Linked DNA regions of Gasterosteus aculeatus: region 2 is linked to region 1. The links are chromatin contacts, called in public Hi-C maps. All regions are on one chromosome and are shown on one strand. The core of a region is the stretch at or near the end of the contact, and the rest is flanking DNA. Distances in the headings are between cores, read along the strand shown. Region 1 overlaps b3galt2 (UDP-Gal:betaGlcNAc beta 1,3-galactosyltransferase, polypeptide 2). Region 2 overlaps LOC120824081 (complement factor H).

Region 1 (5,857 bases), core at 1,194-3,693:
TGATGGAAGGCAGGCGAAATGAATTAATGAGGATCGGCATCGGCACATTAAATGGAACCGCTAAACAGTAAATGTCTGGCTGTCTGCTCTGCCTGTGAAACTTGCATTCATGGAAGAAAAAAAATATATAGAAAGTCTTCCCCTCGACCATTCATGGTGGTCCGCATGTGCTGATTGTGGATGTGTGTGTGGGCATCCATATTGTGCATGCGCCTCCTGTGTACAAGGTTATTTATGTTTATGAGGCCCCCCCCTGTAGTGCACACTTCATCAGAGCTCACGTAACTAGATGTTCATTTAGTTGACAGGAGAAATCTCTCAAGCGCTGCCTATGCCTCCATGTAAAGTATGTTAACCTTTAAAACAAAGCCCACCCTGGCCCCTCTCATTCTCCTGTAATTGCTTGCGCTGGGTAAGCACACTCGCCTGAAAAGGTTATCGTGTTCCCTGCCGGTTGTCATGATGAATGAGCAAACATAGGGGGAAAATGAAAATTGGAAGTTAAGAAAATCTCCCTCACTCTAAGCCGACACAAAACAATGCTCTGCTTTGGTGTGGTCGCAAATGATTAAAAACCAAGCGCGCGAGTAAACAGAATGGCGAAGCAGGCGTTCAGTGAATTAACGCACTCCGGGGGACGGGGTGGATTCAAGACTTGCACTGCGGCCACGGTAACATTCATTATTTGGCACGTTGGCACGTTCTGTTTTTTCTTGCTCGTGTGTGCGTGTTTGTCATCTTTGAAGTTCACAATGATGCCGTATGTCTTTAGTGTGGCTATAATTACGTGTGATGGCCAAATGCATCCTTCGCGTGAGTTCTACACGCACGAGAGCGGCGTCGCGTACAGCGCCTTCGCTGTTTGAACCATCAAGTCCTATCGTTCGATTTCGTGTTAGTGGGTCTGCGAACCAACCCCCCAAAAATTCATTGTGTTTGCATTGCAGTATTTGGTGTGCATATGATTATGCGCAATGCACGGTCAATTTTGTGCTTGTGCAAACAGATTGTTTTCCTTGGCGAGTTCGAGCATCAGCGTGTGTGCTTATGAGGTCGCCTTAGTGCTTCCCTTGATGCACAACTCCCCGCGGGGAACAGATGCAATCATTCGCGTCACATTTTGCATGCTTTGATGCTAGTTTGCATGTATGCATGTTTCCTCGCATGGCCTGCATTCATGTCTGTGGTAGAGGATCAGGCGGCCTGTGTGGTCTCAACCAGACAGGCAGCAGGCAGCTTTGATAAGCCGAGGCCGGAAGGTGAATGGCGGGTGAAGGCTGCTATCGCCATGGGCTGGCTCGTGCTTGGCGCCGCCGCCTGCTGGACCCTGAAAACTCATTTTTGACAGATGCATCTCCTCCCCAGCTCGTCGACGCGCGGTCGGGGGCTGATGACACTTGCTTGCCCGAGCGGCTCGGTGTAGCCGTTAGCCGCCATCACGTTGAGCAAACCTGCAATTCATACTTGTGCCCCAGGCATTATGCTGAATAATGACACGCGAGAAACACCGCCGTCTCCCCGTGCCCAGCAGCAGACGACCAGCTCATAGTTTCAGTTACGACTTTTTACAGTCGGAACTGATGCATTGCTGTGCTGAGCTAAATGCTGTTATTTTCTCTCATTGTGAGGTTTTCAGATGTTAATTGTGTTTTCTGTGCGATTGATTTACTTTGTATTTTGTTATAATGTATTTCCACAACTAGGCACACATGAATGCACCTTCTTTCAGCCGTGCCAATGAACTGTACGCTCAGTAATATTTACAGCAGCAATCTTTACTGCCAGCAACCTGCTTCCAAAAGTGTTTCCTGAATCACACATTTCTTTCCTGAGAAAGCCACATCCCCAGAGCCTGCTTTTTTTTCTGTCCCTGTCCAATGAAAAATGCTGCAAAAGCTGTCTCATTGATTGATTTGTCCTTTTCAAAATGTTAAGTCAGCTTACAGAAGTGCCATTTACCACCGTGGGCTCCGCATCCGCAGAAAGCGCTAATTGGGGCCTTTGCATCTGGAAGGAGTAATTTAGAAATAGAGTGTGTGTCAAAACAAACCATGAATAAAATGATTAAGAAATATGCTCGGTTCTTCCCACAAGTAGAACGAAAAATACATCTGCAACTGACAATTGACAGGAAGTGATTTTTAGACCAGTTTTCTCATGTATCTTTTTTCTTGTTTCAGCTTGGAGACAGTAAACACAGAAGAGGTGACCCTCATCGTATCCTGAAGGAGTCTTTGTCTACAGTGCCAAGGCGGAGCCAGGAAGAAGCCTCCATGGCCAGAGACTCATCGCCTTCTTAGCTCCACCAGGAGCCCCTTCAACCCTCTGGCGAGCTGCACTGGGGGGCTCAAACGTTCCTCTGACTCCTCCCGGGGCCTCACTGCAACCCATCTGCCAGCTCAGATAACCCTCTGACTGTTGGCCACCACATGTTTGAGGCGACCGCGTGTAACCGCCGCCCATTTCCCAGCAGCAGCCGCGGCTTCCTGCGACACAGATCTGCACCATGCAGTGGAGACGCCGCCACTGCTGTCCCATCAAGATGACCTGGACCGTCAAGCGCTCGCTCTTCCGGACCCACGTGGCCGGCCTCCTCTCGCTGGCTCTGCTCTTCACCCTCTTCTTATTTTTCAGCCAGCAAGACTGGCTGCCGGGGCGCAGCGGACCCCGGGAAAACCCGCTGGCCTACACCGTCAGGGGCCTCCGCAGCCCCAAGGGAGAAGCCAACCAGAGCAGCTCCCTCAGGAGCCTGTGGAGGGAGACGGGCTACGTGGCCCCGAAACCTCCGCTCAACCTCAGCTCTCAGCAGGCGGACGGGGCAGCGGGGGAGACGGCAGGAGGTGGAGGAGGGGCAGCAGGAGCCAGAATGGGCGTAATGGGGCTCGGGGACTCCATGAGCGCTAACAACAGTTTACAGAAGGAGATGGGTGTGGGGGGGAGGCTCAGCGCTCAGCCCTACCGCTACATCCTGAACGAGCCTTCAAAGTGCAGGGACAGCGTGCCCTTCCTCGTCCTCCTCATCGCTGCCGAACCGGGGCAGGCCGACGCCCGCAACGCCATCCGCCAGACGTGGGGCAACGAGAGCATAGCAATGGGCCTGGGGTTTGTCCGTCTTTTCCTGCTCGGCACAGGGAAGAGCTCAGACACCTACCTCCAGAGCAGCATAGAGGACGAGAGCCGCGTTCACCACGACATCATCCAGCAGGACTATCAGGACACTTACTACAACCTGACCATTAAAACCCTGATGGGCATGAACTGGGTGGCCACCCATTGCCCACGCGCCTCCTATGTGATGAAGACAGACAGCGACATGTTTGTCAACACAGAGTACCTCGTCCAAAAGCTGCTGAAGCCCGAGCTGCCTCCCAGGCAGAGGTACTTCACCGGCTACCTGATGAGGGGCTACGCGCCCAACCGAAACAAAGACAGCAAGTGGTACATGCCGCCCGAGCTGTACCCGAGCGAGCGCTACCCCATATTCTGCTCCGGCACGGGGTACGTGTTCTCGGGGGACATGGCCGAGCTGATCTACCAGGCCTCGCTCAGCATACGCAGGCTGCACCTGGAGGACGTTTACGTGGGGATCTGCCTGGCGAAGCTGCGCGTGGACCCGGCGCCGCCCCCCAACGAGTTCCTCTTCAACCACTGGCGGGTGTCTTACTCCGGTTGCAAGTACAGCCACCTGATCACATCGCATCAGTTCCAGCCCAACGAACTCATCAAGTACTGGAACCACTTGCAGAGCAACAAGCACAACGCCTGCATCAACGGGGCCAAGGAAAAGAACGGCAGGTACAGACACCGGAAGTTTCATGGGGAGAGGCCTCCTTGATGCCACCTGTGACGACCACCCGCCTCGAAAGAAGGGAGGCGGGCGCACTGTAACTACAGCCGAAGGAGGGCATATTGAACTCAGCACTATACACTATATGGGGAAAAGCACATTGATTTTGGTATTGGGTACAGTTGATCCGAACTATTTTTTTAAGTTGAGAAAAAAAAAAAAGTTGAGTATTGTAAACTTGTTAAGCTGTTTCTAAGAGGTTGGGGAAGAGGTTTGCCATGTAGAGCTCGCACAAAAAAGTGCTGCTGCTCAAGCGTTTATGATACTTCAGGTGACAACAGAAAAGTTTCAATACATGTTACAGTTATTGTGAGGGCTCTTCCTGGGAGGGTAGTACGCTATGTCGCACTCTTCAAATCGAAAGGAAAAAAAATGAAGACACAATTGTGTTTACACAAAGGGAAATGCACATGTATTTTGTTGACATCTACACTACCTAAATATGAATGATCTTTGACGTTGATCAGTTATGCTGCCCTGTTTCTCGGTGTTTGCTTTACAGATTTATTAAAGAATACACACTAAAGAAAAGGTTTATCCGTCATATACTGTGTTTTGTTCTTAAAAAAATTACATGAAAACACTCATGACACGTCAGATATGACTGAGATTGTATTTTTTAAAGCTTTACATTACGAGTGTTACTGCACCTGAACAAATGTGCAACAAATTAATTAACAATTAAATGTACTGAACTCATTTTGTTTGCAGTTGTGTGTGATTCATCCGGGGCTCTGTAATGCAATCAAGCAGCTTAAGTGTAATTACTGACTGTCCGAGACGTATGCAGCAAATATGGGGCATTTGGCAACATGAAAAAGTCCCTTTTTACATGATGGGACCTTTTTGTTATTTGGTGATTCACTAGTGAAAAACTACAGACTAGATCCTTTGTTTGGGGGAGAACGTGATACAACGAATTCCTCCTTCACGTTACTTATTAACAGAGCTCGGACTTCACTGCTCACCTCTCTTTCAGTTTTAGTAGCACTTTTATGGCCACCATTGTTACTGCATGATCTAAAAACATAATTCTGAATAACGCAGCCCAAACATGTATTTTTTCCTTCAAACACTGATCACTAATAGAGGCTGTGGTCTATTCAGTGGCCCTCAGAGAAATGCATTGACTTTCAAATACAAAAGTGAAACATTTAGATAATCCCAGGTTGGGTAGAAGCAATGTGAAGACAATCAGGCTGAGCGATGAGAAATGAATTATACATCGAATCCTTCACTGTCCTCTGAGAACATTAAAAATCCGGCTGCAAAACACCCAAGTTTAGATTTTAATTAAAAATGAATGCATATGATTTTGAAAGGCTGCCAGTATTACTCCAGATGGAACTGCCTGTTTGTGTGTGTGTGTGTGTGTGTGTTGTGGGGGAGGGAGGGAGGCAATAAACAAATACACGCAAGAGTGCTCAGGGCGAACAAGAAAGAGCACATTAAATTGGGTAATGACTTGAAATAACCTTTATCAGATTAAGGCAGTATGGATAAACTAATAGAAAGCCAGGTCACCTGAACGTCCGTTTTTTTTAATCACCTACATGTGTGAGCATTTCTACTAAGGGAGCCCTAAAATGGGTAAAGTTTCCACAATGGTATATTTAAAGCCGCTAATCACTAAGCAGAAGGGCCAGAAAAAGCTGAAAGGTAAACGCAGCAGAGAGAGGGAATATCAAGATGTTCATCTCAGATAAACCGCACGGTGCAAATAATTATTCAACGTTGGAGCCACGAGCACAGAAACAACAGCTTTATGTGTACTGTAAACAGTGGTGAGAGAGATTACACCATGTTTCCAAGGTCAGTTCAACAGGTATCTACAGGGAGACAAGATATTATAATGTCTCCAAACAGAGGTGCAAGATGCGAGCCAACAGATATGATATGACATGTTATTGTTTCTAAACACCACTTTTAACGTTGCGCCAACTGATTACAGTAACTGGGTCGGTAAAGATTTAAAACCATTTTTTAAAATAGTTTTGTATGTATTAATTG
Region 2 (5,857 bases), core at 1,035-3,534, 160 kb before region 1:
ACTGCTCTCAGTCTGTCTATCTATTAGGTGTAGTTTTTATGAATCACTCGAGATGCACTTACCCTTCATTACAAAAGTATTGGATTGTGGTACCAAATACAAAGTCTTCACCTTTGATTATTTGATAATAGCCATTGTCAGTGTCATCAGGAAGTTCACATGGCTTTACTGGAAGAACAAAGAAAAGAAAAGATCCAGCAAACTGATCCAGTAAACTGGTTTTGTTTCAACCTTTTCTTGTTTAATAATAGCACAATTTCATTGCAAAGCAGAAATGCTATCCGTTTTTTGCTTTTTGTTGCCCAAAACATAAGGAATGGCAGCTCTCAGTTCTATCATCAAAAGTTACTTTTGGAAAATGAGGTTAAAGGTTATTGAGACATTGTCCAAATAATAACATGCAGATATGTAATTATCTTCTTGGGACAATTAACTGCATACAATAATCTATCAAACAAGACATTAAAAGAAAGTATAACGAATTTGAGCACATCAAATGAATCCTATGAGCTGTGACCACTCAAAAAGAAAAGGACAAATGAGTCGAGTAGAAAGCCATTTAACTCACAGTAGCAGCTTCCTCCTCGGACTGCAACCCAGCCTCCGGATTGAGGGCTACACATATAAGTGATGGTCGGACCGGAGATATAACCAGTATCACAAGTGAAACGTACCACGTCTCCTTTTTGGTATTCAGCTTTTTTGGTGTTTTCTGACACCTGTGAGTTAGGAACATTTGGGAGACCGGAACATGCTAACAAACAGAAAAGAAAAGAGGAAATTGGATGTGCGCTTAACAACTGTATTCTACAAACTTTAGGCCGAGTCCAGTCAAGACATTTGAAACAGAGGATATTTAAGTATGTGGCTGGGAAGCAGCATAACTCCGGCTAAACTGGCAATGAGACACACACAACATACTTCCAGCAGATCTCGCTTACATTTAACACTCAAACTTACCATTCTGTGACGAAGAGACTTTCACGCTCATCCACAGTTGGAGTAACAGAAAGATGAAAGACAAATGCATTTTGGCACAATCGGAGGCTGACAGCCCGACAAAGTCTTTGTTTCCAGTGCTCGTTCACAGCTGTTGTCCTCGGGGGGGACCAACGGAAATAACACGGACTGACCCGTAGGATCACAAGGCTGTAATAATACCACATGACGCATGGGGACACACAGCACACGCTTTGCATGAGTGATACTAAAAGTTCCATAAAGTCCTCTGTGCCATGATGGATCAATTCTTAGACTCTTCAAAATACACATCTTTAGTAGCCAATCACATTTGTGTTGACATTTTTCAACCAGAAAATAAAAACCATACTTTGTGATAACTTGACACTTCTGTGACTGACGTGAGGAAACATTTATGATCACATTAAGTTTGACCAGACAGCATCAACAACAAAGGCAACAAACAAATATCATGTGTAAAACAAGGCAAGCTGAGTGGGAATATATGAGTAGTTTTGTTTAAAACGGATTACTCGATGTTTGTGAATATCTGCTGATGATGAAATAGTTTGATTACAACACTCTGCTTCATGGACAGTGTGGACACTTGAGCAAAGTCCATGGAGAAAATAGTTATGTGGATCGATCAGTCAATAAAGTAATTAGATCACATGAGAGAGGATCACTGTTTGTTTTGCACTACATAGATTCTTACTTCAAAGTACGTCAAACGGTCAATGCTGAGGAAACATCCTCAGCATTTCATTTCTTAAAATACTCAAAACATCGTGTTGAGCAACATTCACCAAGTGGAACCCCGATTCTTACCACAAACTAGTTTGAGGTTTCCTTTGTCTCCTGACTGGATGTCAGCAGGTAAATGATCAACAGAGAGCAGGTGCAAATACTACAAACATCACAAATGATAATGTTCGGTTTTATTGACTAGTTCCTCTACAGCCCTTTTAGTTCCTTTGTTGCTGTATTTTCTGTGTATATATTAGTCCCTCTTGTATTTCTAAATAATTTTAATACTTCTTGTTTTTGAATGTCCTTCGTAAAACCTTTTTCTCTATTTAAAGCTCTTTAAATTGTTGCTTAGTTTGAAAAGATCTACAAAGGAAACTTATTTCCATGTGCTCATGCAAAGCAAACGATGAGATGCAGGAATCAAGTTAACCACAACACTGTTGTACTTCTACATAAGTTAAATACATTTAACTGTATGTTGGTAATAGACTAACGTAGATATAATACATTGTTATTGACATGATTAATAAGGAGTGCAATTTTTTTTCAGTTTCTAGTTTTAAACAAAGTACAATATATACATTTTAATATGTCTATGTACTGCATTGTTATATATAATACTGTCATAATAATAATAATACATAATAAGGTCCTAATGTTAATGCTTTTGTGGAAAAACCTTCTGAATACAATGTTATAAACACAAACACATTTAGCCGAACACTTTTACTGAACATTGGGCTTTTGTTATAACACGGTTCTTTGCAGTGTTACTGTGACAGAGTTACTACTATGTGTCCTTTATTGGGCTCAGCAGTATAGAAAACTCTTCCGCAAAGCAATAGACAGCGTGTTTCAGTTGGATAGGTTTAATATGGAGCAGTCTGAAACCATAAAACAGGTGAAAATATACAAAAATATATAGTTTCACCAAACTCTGTTGGGATTTAGAATATTAATGTCGCTTAAGTCAGAGCACACATGCTAACAAATCAAGACAAATCACCACTAAATAACAAAGTAGTGGAAACATTCATTCCTGTGCCATCTATCCATATTCCATTAGTTACATGTTGTACAATACACAGAAGTATAGACAGCAGAAAGGAACATCTCTGGTTCCTCTCTTTACTCTGGTTGTCTATCCAGCTCACGTTTGTATCTCTTCTGATTAACTGAAACCTTCACTGGCAAGTGGGCAGCAGCATCACCCCATCAACACACATCTGACGCATTTCAATTGTGCCAACATGAGATGTTCCACTCGAACAGGTGAATGCCATCCATTGAAGATGGACTGAATACAGCTTATCATCCGATGTATATCGGAATCTGATATTATGCGAGCGCATGGCTTCTTTATAAACTGTGCAGGGTTCTGTAAAAGATAACAGATAAACAGAATTGTTTTAAAGTATAGACCCTGCAAGATAAGCAGGTCCTCTATGATAGATTCTTTAATCTATAACATGTTGCTTCAATACTCAACATAATCAAGCCCCTCCATGCAAACACTTGATACCACAATATTACTTTTACATCCAGTTTTGGATGAGAAGAGTCTGGGAATGTAAATTACTTACTGAGACACTTCATCTCTCCAATCCATTTTCCATTCTTGCAGGTTCTGTAGGGCCCACCCTCCATGGTATGATAAGCTTTACAGCTATAATGAACCTTTTCATCATGTTTGTAGTCACTCCGAGAAGTTTCTGTAGTGTCTCCATTGGTGAGAAAAGGTGGGCTGCCACAATCCAGAGAATCTAAAGCTATGTAGAAAAACATCACATAGAAATTAAATCAAATGAATCAGTATTTTTCTTATAAAAGACTTTGAAAGTACACACAGACGCTTTATTGGCCTCAACCTGTCAAAACAAATACACATTTTCCTTCATGAAGGTTACAATTTTCATGGCTTTTGGGATTCCTTTTTATGGTATTCATGTTTTTTTTTTCCATCTGCTCATGCAAAGCAAACTATGTGATGCAGGAATCAAGTTAACCATAACACTGTTGTTATGGATTGTCTCTGACCCCAAGTGCACGACACCAGACACAGCTTAGGTTTAGCCGGAAAACGGCGTAGTTTATTTCACAAAATAACCAAATACGAGAAACAAACCAAAAACAAGAACTGCCTCCTTAATTGGCATGGGGGAAAAAAAGGCAACTCCAAAAACTTCTCTAGTCCGTGGGCGCTCTTAGTCCAATCAAAAAAATGAAAACTCACACGATACTCACAGGGAAAACAAAAACTCTGTGTAGGGAATTCCGGAAGGGTTTCCAAGAGGAGCACAGGGGAAGAACAATCAACCCTCTCCGGGGAAACACAGAGCACGAACTCACAGCGAGCCACTGGCAGATCTGCTTCTTAACCTCCCTGTGGGATGAGCTGACGAGCTGCAGCTGTGGCGATGAGCAGAGCGGCGTCAGGTGTGCGACTCTCTGGCTGGTCGAGCCCTAACAGTTGTGCTTCTACATAAGCTAAAATAAATTCAACTTTCCTGGTAATCTTAGGATTTTTATGCATGCTGTATGTTGGTAGGAGAATAATGTAGGTATTATGCATTGTTATTGTCATCTGTAGATGTCATTTGAAAAAATTCTCATTTTCATAAGGAGAATTTTGTGTTTTGTTACTACAGTTGGGAAGAATTTGACAAATGTGGAATTGGCAAAGTGTGTTACTTTAATGCCATTCATTCTTATTTCAAAAAGGTTAACATATATATCTATTTCTGAAATTAAAAACAGTGCTGGGTAAGTGAAATGTCTGAGATAATCCTTCTATTTAAATTTCACATAAATCTAGAGTCGCAATATTGAGAGAATCACTGAATTTGTTCTTCCAAGATTAAACAGTTTTAAAAGTAGTTCTAAAACCTTGACCTAATGTTGACACAGTACATGCATTCATATAAACTGCTGAGTTGTGTACTTACATGAAAATATTTACACATTTATTTTAAAAACTATGTATTGTACGCAAAGTTTGGCAGGATTATTACACACCTTAAATGCTCTAAATGCCCTTCCATCACTTTTTAAATCCCCAGACCTTTAATTAATAAGGACCTGGTTTTGGAATCGAATGATCAAAAAGACCCAACAGAATACATCAGTGGGAATAATGCATTCATGGTATTTTTATTGATTCTTAATTAGAGCATCATCAGAATCAGCATCTCGTTACACCATTTTTAATCAATTCTCGAGTGGTTAAAATGAATAAATCCAGCAATAAATCGGTGTTAGAAAAGTACTCACCCCAAAACTGCTGCAACAACTCCTTGAGAGCATTCATATTGCCATCATATACTTCCATCATTATCTTCTTTCTACTTTTACACTTTCTAAACTTTTGTTGTACAGATTTATGACAAGAAAACCTTTACTAATTGTCATGTTCCAAGCTTTCAGATGATGAGCACTATTTCTAGTGTATACTGACCTATTTCCCTCCCTATTAAGATCCCCTGTCACATATAAAAATGGGCTTCTCTAAGTGTTTTTTTTACTAATGCTCTTTGTTTTAGTTTTTTTCTTTTTGATAGAGCAAGGACTGTGGATTTTGTTCCCCATCTGTGTTCTGTAGTGTTGTTGCATTGAGGTAAATATCTACAGCCAGTACGAAGAAGAATGGTTACAGCGACCTAAAACTCTTTCAACTCACAATCTTTTGTGAATATCGCATTGACATAAACTTGCTGAAACAGCAAGTCTGCTTTCACTTACACCTCTTCTTACCTTCACATTCTCTTGTTTTATTCCACTTAGTGTTGAAGCATGTTGCAATGCCTTCGAGATTATTTATGTCACAGCGATACCTTATGAACTCCTCATTCAAATATATTTCTTTGTCTGCAGTGAAGGTCATTGACTCGTCCCTGAGCTTGTCACAGTATGCTGAAATGCAAGATGTAGTATCATTATATATATATATATATCCAATATTCCACCAATTCTTTTAACTGAATTGCTACAGTATAAAACACAACTCTTTATTGTGTTGTTGTTACATTTTTATACCCTCACCTGTTGTTTTGTGGGCTTTTTATAGCTTTTTATAGCTTTTTATTTAGTTTTCTACTGTATTTGTACAATTAAACTCTATGTAAAGGATGTGGGAAAGAAAGGCAGGACC

The links. Hi-C and Micro-C count contacts between places; a contact is called where the count stands out from the background.
Region 2: a Hi-C map of skeletal muscle shows a contact between it and region 1, with 2.6 times the contacts expected there. The contact joins two enhancer-like sites. A contact is called at or near these places in 2 of 6 Hi-C or Micro-C datasets (skeletal muscle and whole body).

The regions. Positions count from the first base shown.
Region 1 is chr8:8,462,772-8,468,628 of fGasAcu3.hap1.1, reverse strand. b3galt2 (UDP-Gal:betaGlcNAc beta 1,3-galactosyltransferase, polypeptide 2) reads left to right here. Exons shown (of 2, transcript XM_078107680.1): 2 at 2,181-4,546. The coding sequence starts at 2,507. The coding sequence ends at 3,835. Among protein-coding and RNA genes, the nearest start is that of b3galt2, 7.2 kb to the left of the region's middle. Within about 2 kb of position 2,443, at least 3 of the 9 cell types and tissues checked have open chromatin away from gene starts, as enhancers often do.
Region 2 is chr8:8,626,553-8,632,409 of fGasAcu3.hap1.1, reverse strand. It overlaps LOC120824081 (complement factor H), which reads right to left. Exons shown (of 14, transcript XM_078108036.1): 12 at 5,461-5,619; 13 at 3,294-3,479. Among protein-coding and RNA genes, the nearest start is that of LOC120824081, 21 kb to the right of the region's middle. Within about 2 kb of position 2,284, at least 2 of the 9 cell types and tissues checked have open chromatin away from gene starts, as enhancers often do.